Linked DNA regions of Alosa sapidissima: region 2 is linked to region 1. Evidence: chromatin contacts called from public Hi-C data. All regions are on one chromosome and are shown on one strand. The core of a region is the stretch at or near the end of the contact, and the rest is flanking DNA. Distances in the headings are between cores, read along the strand shown.

The links. A called contact is a pair of places that touch in the nucleus more often than the background predicts.
Region 2: a Hi-C map of muscle shows a contact between it and region 1, with 3 times the contacts expected there. The contact joins the promoter of cdkn1bb here to the promoter of kcnq1.2 in region 1. A contact is called at or near these places in 2 of 2 Hi-C or Micro-C datasets (both in muscle).

What each region holds. Positions count from the first base shown.
Region 1 is chr11:35,334,315-35,337,014 of fAloSap1.pri, reverse strand. It overlaps kcnq1.2 (potassium voltage-gated channel subfamily KQT member 1), which reads right to left and starts at 1,321. Exons shown (of 19, transcript XM_042111329.1): 1 at 954-1,321. The coding sequence starts at 1,321.
Region 2 is chr11:35,505,838-35,508,537 of fAloSap1.pri, reverse strand. It overlaps cdkn1bb (cyclin-dependent kinase inhibitor 1Bb), which reads left to right and starts at 1,303. Exons shown (of 3, transcript XM_042110504.1): 1 at 1,303-2,350; 2 at 2,667-2,700. The coding sequence starts at 1,906.

The sequences.
Region 1 (2,700 bases), core at 72-2,571:
CAAGAGAGAAAGAGCAGTATATGACAGCAGTACATTATTTGTACTTGTTTGCTCATATTTGATACCATCAAATAATCACTATGATATCCATGCAGAAAATTGATAATGACCATGACAATGACGGCCCCCCACGAGGTCTCATTCCAACAAATCCAGCCCACTACTTAATATGAGTTTGACACCCCTGCAATAGACAGATATTAGATGGTTTGAAACCATGACACAGTTTTATGCATAGGGGCAGATTGTACAATCTAGCATGTAAGTGCAATTAATTCTTTAAAACAAACTCCTGCTTGAACTCGAACGTACATGTCACAAGTAAATGTTTCATGCATGAGCCAGCTGATCTCTTGACTGCGGTGTGGTCAGACAGGCAGCAAGTTGTGCTTAACAGGATCTTGTTGACCTCCTTTGTGGAGCCTTAGACTCATCAAGACGACCAGACCTAAGATGTCTCTCCTTTAGTTACTGGGAACAAACTGATATTCTTTACACTGTGTTCCTTAGCTGTAATTAAATCACCAGCAGGAATGCTGACACATGTGCCTCTTTAAAATGAGAGCAAAGCAAACGCTCGCTAGGAGACCAAAACATGGTTGCATCAAAGTAAATTCAATTCAAAGCAAAAACAAGTCAACTCTACATCTATGACATATTTTTGTTTTCTCTTTAACTGAAAATACATAATGAAAACAATCTGATTGTAAATGATTAAATATGGACAGTGCACAAATGCCATTGAGAGGATTGCACTGATGAACTGGGGTGGAGAAGGAAACTGGTGCCATTTCATATCTGAAGGTTAAGTTCAATATTGATCTTAATTTCACATAAATTACTGTAATTCAATAGCCCTCACTGTCCTAGATACTGGACAACACAACCACACCTGAAGAAATAACGGAATTGCATAATGAGGGGGGGGGGGGGGGGGGGGTGTAGCTACTCACACAAGGAAGTGGTAGAGGAAACATCTCAATCCAACAGGTCTTTCTAGGAAGTTGTAGACATCCCCCTGCATGCTAGTCTTAGTGAGGTAGGGGCTGGGGAAGTGTTTGGGTGAGCAGACCCCTCGCGGCTCGCCGGGCTGGCTGCAGGCGGGCTGGCTGTCGATCTGCAAGGCTCGCTCCTTTGTGTCACTCTGCTCCCTGTCGGGAATGCCTGATCCATTATTCACCGCGGGGTCCAGTTCCAGTGAAACAGGAGAGTAGCGCGTGCTGTCAGTGGCCCCTGCCTCCGCCGCGCTGCGCGTGGGGCTAAGCAGGGCGCTGGCGTGGCCGTTGGGTCCCGAGGCCTTGACCACGGCCGTGGCGGTCATTGTTCCCTCGCCACCACCGCTGCTCAGCCTACGCCCGCGGGACAGCATGTGTACCGGGCGTCCCCGTCGCTCCGCCACGCTGCCCATCACGGAGGGCAGAGACGGGTCTGGAGCTGCGCTGACCCGCACCACACCACACACGGATCACAGGGGGGGCGTGCAAACGCAGATGGTCCGATGAGCTCCGAATCACACGGACAGAACAACCTGGAGAGGAGCGGAGGGGGGAAAGCCGGGAAACAAATCAAAACAAAATCCATCATCAATCCAAATCCTACAGATCCTAGCCTGAATAAATCTACTTCACTCACCATTTAGGAAGTTATCTGAAAAGCAAAAAAAAAAAAAGTGCCTCTTCTGAACACTCAGGCCTACAAAAGCATACAGATTTGGAAAGATTAAACTAATTATCTTCTTTGTCTTAGCAGTCAAAAAAGAAATTTTAGACCTCCTATGACTCAATCACCTCCACCCAATACCTGGTGAAGAGATACACGTTGTACTTTTTAAGTAAAGGGCATGATACTCATCAAGGCTCAGATAAACCACCACAGTGATTCCATACCATCAATATTGCAAGACGGACATGGAGGGGATTAACGCTGTAATTTGGACACCTGACGTGAATGTTAGTACAGTTTTCTTGTTAACTTGCTGTAGGTTTATGTGTTGCATGGACAGTAATGTGACCATGGTTGTGTTATTAAAATGAAGTGTTTGATTCCATTTATAAAGAAAGCTTTCATTGTGAAAGCATATGAATAAGTTCCCATTTCAGTTCTAAATGGATGGGGTCCTTGTGTGTGTTGTGAATAGCAAAGATGGCCATAATATCTGGAATAACTGAAAATAGAGATAGTTATGACACAGCACATACAATGTTATTAATTTACATCATTACATTTCCCTCACAGCTAGATGTAATGGCACTTGAATACCAAGTCTGGTCCCCTTGGCAGGCCTCACTAACCAAATGAGACACACAATTATATGGTGGAGTCAAATACCCAGTTAATAAGGTCAAGCCTTTCCCTTAAAGGCAGCGATCCATCGCTGGAAAAGTGGCTAACAGTTGCTTGGTAGAGTGATAGGAAACATGTCTTTGTGAGCCAAAGGCAGCACCGAAACAGGAGCCAGCTCCACAGCACATGTCTGTCGTTGAGGGCAGCAGATGTGCTGACAGCCTTTGCCATGGCTCTGTCCCATAGATTAAGTTTCTCTGCCAAACTGGATAGTCATAGACCCAAACAATGGCTGTCACTGAGAAGCCCACGAGCAGGGGGGGGGGGTCAGATCTGCCAAAATGGTGTTATTAACAAACTCTTGCCTCGCTCAATGGGTGAAATATATTAATGCACGCATGCAGGCCTACTCATGAC
Region 2 (2,700 bases), core at 54-2,553, 170 kb before region 1:
GAATAAATTAGAAACAGTTATTAAACTTTTTAATTCGCATTTCGACCATTCAAAATAGAAATCCTGACTGGAAAAACACTTGAAATTCGCATTTAATCTAATGCGCAGGTGGGTGGGATAAGCAATAACGTGGATGAAATTGATGGAAACTGGTGCTTGATGGTTTAGTCACATATTCGCATTTTTGCAGTTTTGATTGATCCCACGGAACTTCTCCCTTGATTAGCCGAATGTCGTACAAGAATGTCGTACAAAACAGTGGATGGAGACTTGGCACATTTTCTTATAGACAGATAGATATAATAACATATTGCCAGGACCTGATATTAATTAAATGTTACCACACATTAAGTTCAGATTTAACGTTAGACATATGTCTTCCTGCTCCAGTAGGCCTAGCCTTTATACTTTTCATTCTCCACCAGGAGATAATGCATTGAGAGCTTAAGGGCAGGGGCTGGCTGAATATGCAGCAGTAAAGTTGAGGTTTTAGTATTCATCTCTACAAGAGACATACATGTTCAAATTCATTCAATTGCATGACATTTGTTGTGGCTGGGTTTTATAAATGGTCTATATTTCGAAGTATGAACATAATGGAGGCTGCAAGTGGCACGGAACACAGATAGGCACATATAATATACATGGGCGTTGGATGGCATACGAAAATAAATGTAGAAAAGTAGGCCTATTGCCAACTAAAATGAGCTTTAACTCTTCACCAGATGCTACCGGGCTCGTTTTTTATTGACACGTGTTTTACCACTCCTGCATTGCTAAATATCTTCATTCTGATAGTCACATATGGCACATCGTCAGTAGCTTGCCAAAATTTTTTTCTGAGTGTTGTCACACTTCTACGCGACTTTATTACCCAACTGCAGCGGGTAATTTTCAGTGTTGACAAGCATCCTGCCTATGCAAAGTGTTGGCTATAGTGTTTTCAGCTTCACACTTATTATGATCATTTCCGAACATCGCAATTTATTCTGTAAGAAAGGAGCTTTTGCCCACACGTGAGCGTCGATTGGCGCCCTAGTGGTAGCCTATTATCTGCATGAGCATTCGTAAACAAAACACTTCTCATCACTGTTGGTTGGAGTCAAAGCTCATTCAGTTTATTCTTCCAAAATAGTATAGCTTATTAAGGTGGAATTTTGGTTAAATGTGTACTTTTTAAGATAAATAAGACAATTATTTAAATGCGTTAAGGACGGAGTGTAAGGACTCATATTATCATTTGGTTCATGTAGAACATATTTTTAAAATTTAAAACAATAATAGAAGATTGTTATCCGTGGATATAACCAGAGTCAACTGCAAGTCAGAGTTGTGCCATACTTCAGCCAACACGAAATTGTTACATTTTCTCCGATTTTTCTCTACAATAATTGTTGTTTAATAATTTGTTTCTCTTCTTTTTCAGTCTAAAAGGCCTTTTTTCAGTCAAAGGTCATCTTTTTCTGTCGCGGTTATACATACGGAATGAATGTGTTAAGTAACACCTTAAGAGTTGTTGTGGGCGGGCTTTTAGACTTCACCCAATGAACATCTTTCTTTGGTTTAAATAGCCACGTCAATCATTTTCTCTCCAGTAAGCCTTTCCTTCAATCGCCATATTGGGCACTGAAAAGGCTTGTCTGTTATTTCCCTCTACCCTCTTACTACGACACGAAATTGACAGGAGTGGCTCTTGCAACTGCACTTTGTTTTGATGATCCGTGGAGATTACTTCTTCTGGCGTTTCCACATTGGCCGTTATTACTAGCGATTTGGGTTTTTGCATGGCATGCATGCGTTTTGGATGATCACTTATTTTACGTCTGTTTTGGAACGTGACCCAGGAGGACTTGCGTGGGGCTGAGGTTAAATCATCGTATTGTCTATTTTTCTGAAGAAGGAAAAATGTCCAATGTTCGCCTTTCAAATGGGAGTCCAACTTTGGGACGGATGGATGCTAGGTTATCGGATAACCCGAAATCTACAGCCTGCAGAAGCCTTTTCGGTCAGGTGGATCACGAAGAGTTAAAGAAGGATTTAAAGGGACGTTTGCAAGAGATGGAAGAGGCGGCTTCGGCGAGATGGAATTTCGATTTTTCAAGTCACAAACCGCTCCCGAACGGGAGATACAGTTGGATGACAGTGGATGACAGTCCGATTTTTTACAGATCAGCGAGTGACGTTACGGACAGTTGCCCCTCAGGGAATACAAATGTGGATTTGAATGGGAATCATAACTGTGTGGTAGTGGCACCCTGCAAGCATTCGGAGGAGAAGGATGACAGGTCTGAAAATCAAATGGATTTAAGAGACCAATGCAATGGGCAGAGGAAAAGGCCAGCATGCCACGGTAAGGACATTTCAGTTAGAGATCGCTAACTTTTTTTTTTTTTTTAGCAAATGTCATTTATTTAAGAGCGAATACATGCAAAATGAGGCTGAGTTCTGATATTGTGCTACGTTTGTAAACGAGACTATCGGAACTGATTCTGTCTACGAGCGTGGTAGCATGTTTACATTGTAGCTGTATATTGTAGAGCGTGGACGTCTGTTACTTTTGCCTGTCGTAGCCTAAATGTCTGCAGACATTTGTTCGGCGAATCAGCCAATGTATATAGTTGGGTCTATTACCTATGTTTCTGACAGAGTTTCTCTTTGTTTGTTAGATTCAACGTCTCAGAATAAAAAACCACACACCAG